Linked DNA regions of Sus scrofa: region 1 is linked to region 2. Evidence: chromatin contacts called from public HiChIP or PLAC-seq data. All regions are on one chromosome and are shown on one strand. The core of a region is the stretch at or near the end of the contact, and the rest is flanking DNA. Distances in the headings are between cores, read along the strand shown.

What was found. HiChIP or PLAC-seq counts read pairs in DNA pulled down with a chosen protein or histone mark.
Region 1: a contact with region 2 is called in an H3K27ac HiChIP or PLAC-seq map of alveolar macrophages. The contact joins two enhancer-like sites. A contact is called at or near these places in 1 of 47 Hi-C or Micro-C datasets (embryonic fibroblasts) and 1 of 2 datasets of contacts at active chromatin or transcription factors (alveolar macrophages).

The regions. Positions count from the first base shown.
Region 1 is chr14:10,382,149-10,385,207 of Sscrofa11.1, forward strand. No RefSeq gene overlaps it. Among named protein-coding and RNA genes, the nearest start is that of PNMA2, 45 kb to the right of the region's middle. Within about 2 kb of position 1,298, at least 76 of the 83 cell types and tissues checked have an H3K27ac peak or open chromatin away from gene starts, as enhancers often do. A contact at or near this core is called in alveolar macrophages, where this site is marked.
Region 2 is chr14:10,081,006-10,084,426 of Sscrofa11.1, forward strand. No RefSeq gene overlaps it. Among named protein-coding and RNA genes, the nearest start is that of EBF2, 55 kb to the left of the region's middle. Within about 2 kb of position 2,151, at least 40 of the 83 cell types and tissues checked have an H3K27ac peak or open chromatin away from gene starts, as enhancers often do. A contact at or near this core is called in alveolar macrophages, where this site is marked.

The sequences.
Region 1 (3,059 bases), core at 48-2,547, 300 kb after region 2:
CAGGATCCTCAACCCGCCGAGACACAAGAGCATTTCTTAGGTCCTTTCTATGCAAAGTGTCCTGCACAGCTCCATAGGCAGCAGTAGCACAGTGCGTGAGCGAGTTAGAAACACAGGCACCCACGTTGGACCAACTGAATGGGCATATGCGTTGTAGAAAGTTTCCAAGGTGACCCACCGCACTTTCGGGTTTGAAAAGTACTGCTTAGATCCTGATAAATGCTAGGGAGAAAAGGTGAACTGTGAAGGGGTTGGCCTCGATGGGAAGGAGACTTTGAGTAGAGGAGGCGAGCTCCGCAGATACCCGGAGGAAGAAGCTGCAGCAAAAGGTAAGACAGAGCAAGCGGGTGAAGGAGACTCTGGAAGAAGCCGACTCCTCCTCCCCTGACCTTTATTCCAGGCCTTTTGTTTTGGGTGTGCTCCTGCTGCGGCGCAGTGTCTGAGCGCGGCTCTTTGGGCGGTATAGCTAGATCTCCATTCGCAGGATGCTAGCAGCGCCGTGCACTGTGCTTACTCTTGTGCACTGATACGTAGCTTTTCCGCCCAGAGTTGCTGCCATTCCGTCACAGCTCCCAAGGCTTTCTCTTTGAAACGCCCCCCCCCCACCAACCTGCCAGGCTAGTACAGGAAAAAATCCCAAGGCCACCCTTTCAGTTTACCCTTTCTCTCGGCTTCCCCTACCTAAACGTTCCGCCCTAAGCTCCGCCTCTCATCCCTGCGATCTTCCCGTTTTTCAATGCCTGCACCATCGAAACTCTTAGGACAGTAGTCCAGGCAAGTGGATCACAAATGGGGCCGAAAATCAACCAGGCCTTCAATGGCCCTTGGTTTCTGAGCGTGAGGACGCGGACTCCGGCCTGGATCCCCAAAAGAACCAGCCTCCGCCGCCCAGCCTGGGACCTTGGCGCAGCCACTTGATCCCGCCACTCTGTTCTTTCCTCCGATATGAGGAGATAACACCGCCTCACTGGGTTGTTTTGAGGCCCAAGAGAGAGCATTTGTAGGAGAGTATTTTGTAAGCGACAGAGGGCCAAACACACGCAACTAACTTCAGTTCTCTGATTGCGGCTAAATGATAGATGTCTGGCTCCCTCCCCCCACCCTACCCCGGCCATCTTCCGGTTTCTTCCGCACCCGGAGTTGCCCTCCCGCCGGGTGACTGCACACACCATACATGATTCCGCATCTCCGGCCACAGGTTTCCCCCGGGAAGAGAGGCTGGGTGCGGAGGAGAGGGCTGATTGGCTGGGCAGGAAGTGGGACGAGCGGTGACGTGCAGAGCCCGGGAGAATACGCCTAGCTGTGCCGGGGCTGCGGCGAGGGCGGGGGCAGGGGCGGGACCGAAAGGGTGCTGACCTGTAGAGAGGCGGGGTGGTGGGGAGAAGTGGGGAACTCAGAAGGATTGGAGAGAAGGGAGAGGGGGCGGAGGAAGGAGGAGGGAAGGGTGGGGTCGGGCAGGGTGGAGAAGAGATGGAGAGCGAAAGGAACAGTGTGGAGAGGGGAGATGGGCGGGGCGGGAGGGGGGTGCGGGCAGGAAAGTGGGATCGGGGACACCCTGGGGAGGAGGGGGAAGGGGCGGAATGAGGAGGGGGGATGGGTGGGGAAGGGTGGGGATGGGTGGGGATGGGCGGGGTGGAAGGGGGAAGGAGAGGGAAAGAACTGGAAGTGGAGGGTAGAGTCTGACCGAGAGGAAAAGGGGAGGGCCGGGGTGGAAAAGAGATGGGGGCAAGGGGCCCCTTTCTTTGGCCTGGGTGGAGACCTGGTCTCGTCCGGCGGGTCAAGCGGAAGACTGTCCCTGGTGAATCGTCACTGGTCCGTAGGGGAAGGGACAGAGCCTGAGTTGCGGAGGAGGGGGCTCGGGAGAGAGAGGCACCCGCAGAGGCGCCAGGCGGGAATAGGGTTTAGCAGGCGCCCGCGGAGACTTGGCTCCGCGCGTCGCTGCGCCTGGGAGGTTTCTCTTCACAGCGCGTTTCTGGGCCTTTCGGTTCTTCCCCCGCCGGCAGTTCTCACAGCCGCCGCCCTTTCCTCCCTTGGCCGCTGTCCCGCGCAGGAGCGAAGGGCAGTCGGGTTCGTGTCCCGGCACTGTCTGGCTGGCTGGCGGGGCAGAGGGATGGGCACTCAGTGACCCGCAGCCCGACTTCCCTGTGGGCTCTGTGCGGGTTCTTGGGGTGTGGAACTGGAGTATGAGGTAACCAGGAGGACCCCAGGAGAAGGTACTTGTGGAGATCTGACCTCCGGGTTTGCCAGCATCAGGGCGGAGGAAGCATGGGCCTTGAAAGAAGGAAGGGATCTGGGTGCCCCCCAGGCCGGGAGAATGAGGAGATGGAGGAGCTGGCCTACTGGGGTCTAGGACTGGAGGAGTGAGAGGCCAGCCGGAAAGGTCCCGGCCCATTCAGTGCCTGCAGAGTCAGCTGTGTGACCCTCAGCTTTGTGACCCAGGGGGAGGTAGCCCTCCCAGCCTTTAAGTCTTCTCCTGCAGGTGGGACACTGCCTCACTGTTGTGAAGGTTTATAAAGTATGTGAAATGAGCTATTCCCAGCATGGCAGCTGCTTAGGAAGCTTAGTCCTTTTCCCTCCTGGAAGGAGAAGACGTTGAACTTGAGAGGCCTTGCTGGATACTTTAGAAACACAGCAAAGAGCCAAATAGAGTTCAACAGCACCAGTGTCTAAGAGTCAAATGGAACAGGCGCCTGAACAGACTGGCAATCTTCTTCCTCTTTTTTTTTTTTGTCTTTTTTTTAGGGACTCACCCACAGGATATGGAGGTTCCCAGGCTAGGGGTTGAATCATAGCTGTACACCACAGCCACAGCAATGCAGGATCCGAACTGAGTCTGCCACCTACACCACAGCTCAGGGCAATGCGAGATCCTTAACCCACTGAGCAAGGTCAGGGATCAATCCTGCGTCCTCATGGATGTTAGTCAGATTCCTTTCCGCTGAGCCACCACAGGAACTCCCCCTGGACATCCTCTGATATGCACATCTCCTTACAGGCTGGGTCTGTGTTAGGACTGACTGTGGTCTGTTTGTTTAGTCTTTGTGAGGGACTCTTACATA
Region 2 (3,421 bases), core at 901-3,400:
TGCCATCTTCTGTTTGCTGGGCAGTCTCTTGTGTGAGATTTCAAACTCCTTAAGGCCAAGGTTCTTAGTCATCTGTGTTGGCGTCAGCTCCAAGCACAGAGCTAAAAAGCAGTGGAGTGATGGAATATTGGCACAGGAAGGAAATGGAATGACAGCCCCATCCATGGATCATATTGTACCCTTCTCATTCAGAGTGCAACCACACACTCACTCCAGGGCCTGACAGCAGAAACGTATATGTAATTTACACACACACATATACATTAATTTATAAAAGTATAAATAGTTTTCATAACTGATTGTGGCAACCAAATTTGAGCCTGCTTAAAATCTTGTGCTATTACACACTCTTAAAGACTTTGGGGCTGATCTAAGGAATTGTGAATGATAAAGCGGCAGTTGGTTAGGAGACAATATCTGTAAAACTTTCGGCCTTTTCATTTAATTAAAATCCAATATCTGAGTGTGCCCACCCAGATGTAGGTCAGTCCGAAACTAGAATGTGAATAGCTTGTGGCGCTAGACTCCCATTCATGTGTGAAAGGAAAACCAAAACGAATTGCTATTGCTGAGCAAGCTCTAAAACGGAGCCAGGAGGCCACTGAGGAAGTGTGACTTAGGTACATCTCAGCCTGGATGGAATCTAATCCTTTGACTTTTGGGGGGGGCACACTCGCAGCATATGGAAGTTCCCAGGCTAGGAGTCGAATTGGAGCTGCCGGCCTACACCACAGCCACGGCAATGCCAGACCTGAGCCGCATCTGCGACCTATACCATAGTTCACGGCAACGCTGGATCCTTAACCTGCTGAGCGAGGCCAGGTATCAAACCCACATTCTTGTGGATAATAGTCGGGCTCATTACTGCTGAGCCACAACAGGAACTCCCTCCTTTGACTATTTATTGTCCTAACAAAGGCATTCAGAACATCTGCCTGAAACTCAAGATCCTGACTGGGGAGTTGTCATTGTGGCTCAGAGGGTTAAGAACATGACATAGTGTCTGTGAGGATGCAATTTGGGTTCAATCCCTGGTCTCACTCAGGGGGTTAAGGAAATAGTGTTGCCGCAAGCTGCAGCATAGGTTGCAGCCATGGCTCAGATCCTGCATTGGCTGTGGCCTCAGCTGCAGCTCAGATGCAGCCCCTAGCCAGGAACTTCCACATGCCAATTGCAGCCCGTAAAAAGAAAAGAAAAAAAAAAAAGATACTGTCTGGCCCCCTTACCCTGAAACAACTCGTGATGGATGACTATTTCCTTTCTTGTGTCAGAGTATCGCCTGCTGGCTTTTGCCTTTATAAGCCCCCTACTCTTTCTCTTCCCTGGAACACTCTTTCAGTTTTATCCAAATCTGTGTCTCCTGAACTTCAATTCTTTTTTTTTTTTTTTTTTTTTTTTTTTTTTTGCTTTTTTGGGCCGCACCCAAGGCATATGGAAGCTTCCAGGCTAGGGGTCAAATCGGAGCTGTAGCCATTAGCCTACACCACAGCTCACAGCAACACCGGATCCTTAACCCAATGAGCAAGGCCAGGGATAGAACCCTCTTCCTCATGGATGCTAGTGGGGTTCATTAACTGTTGAGCCACATGGGGAACTCCAAAAATAGTGTTTTTGTTTATACATCAACTGGGTTAGAACTTAGCTCAGATAATTAATAATAAATGGCCTTTCATTTCATGGATGTCCAGTGGGGTATCTGAAAGCCCACACAGTTCTTTGCTGTGCAGGACCATTCCACATTTTGGAGGGTATCTGGCATCACTGGCAAATCCCATTAAATGCCAGCGGTTCCCCTTTGTAGCAAAAAAAAAAGAAGAAAAAAGAAAAAGAAAAAAAAAATTCCTCCCACCGAGTCCCAAGAGCCCTTCTTAAAGAACCACTGAGATTCGGGGCGTGAGAACCAGGCAGGTTGTCTGGGATGGGGTTCAGCCAGGGCCTGCAGTCCTCTCATCACTAGAGCCATCGCAAGGAAGCCAGTAGAAAGCCGGTTCTTTGGTGGACCAACCCGGAGCATGGGAATCAAGGAGAAGAAGGATGCGTGAAAGAGTTCTCCTCCCGGTTCTGCACTCTGGCTCCGGGTTGCACCAGCAGCAAGACGATTGCCGCTCCCTCCCAGGCGAGGGAGCCAAAGAGCCTGCGACACGTCGAGGTGCCGCCGGGAGACCTGACTCAGCCCTCCCGGATGATACAGCAGGGCTGCTGACTGTGACCCTGGCGGTGACAGCTACTATTTATTGAATAATTAACAAGTTCGTTACTATCTTTTTCATGTAATTTTAACAACCTATTTATTACAGGCGAGAAAACAAGTTCAGGCAGTTGTAAGAAGCTGGGGAAATCAAAAGTCACTGACACAAGGCAAGGGCACTGTCGCAGAGATTCCTACCCGGCAGACTCAAAGCCGCTCGTTCCGAGTCTCCCTTGGCAGACTTCCCAGTGGGACAGCTGCCAAACTCCATCTCCGCCCGCCCGCCTTCGCGGTTGGCTGGGACTTGAGCTGAGAGGCTGGGTCCGCCACTTTCCCACTGGGCTGAGGACCGCGCTGCCAGCGCCCTCCTCTCCCGGTTTTTCTCCTACCGCGAGATCTGACGGATGGAGGGGCGCTTAGCTCACCCGCGTGATGTCTCTGGTGCCATCTCAAAGGTGTAAAGACTTGGGAAGCAGTGTCTTCTCCCAAGATGCTAGCGCTGGAAGGATTGTACTTGATTGACAGCTGCTTCCGGAGCTGACTTCTCCTTTGCCTGCACAGGCTCCTCCCCCAAGATCTAGCTTGGGATATAGGCGCAGAAGCAGGACTGAATATTCCTATTGTTTTCCTCCTGTCATCCCTTTACTGAGAGCCTGGAGAGCCCGCTTGAAGTCAATTCCTACTCCACAGAAGGCCCTTTGCTGTGAACCCTTAACCCCCTCCTTGCCAGCGTCTCCCATCCCTACCACTTACTGGGTGGGACTAGCCTGTCACTGAGCCCTGATGGCTACAGTTTTCTGTCAGTGCACAAGACCTTTGCGTCCAGGGACAGCTAGAGCTGCAATTCCACCCCACCCTTTTTAGGGCTGCACCTGTGCACATGGAAGTTCCCAGGCTAGGGGTGGAATTGCAGCTCTAGCTGCTTGTCTACACCACAGCCACAGCAATACCAGATCCAAGCTGCCTCTGCAAACCACACCACAGCTCACAGCAATGCTGGATTCTTAACCTCCTGAGCAAGGCCAGGGATCCAACCCACATTTTCATGGATACTAGTCGGATTCTTAACCCCCTGAGCCACAACGGGAACTCCCTTCCATCCTTTTAATCCTTGTAATTAAAGGGTTACATGCTCCATTGTAATTAATGAAATCGTTAGAGACAAGCACTAATAATTAAGACAATTGCCTTTTTTTTTCTTTACACTGTCACAGCACCTCATTGGATCCTCAC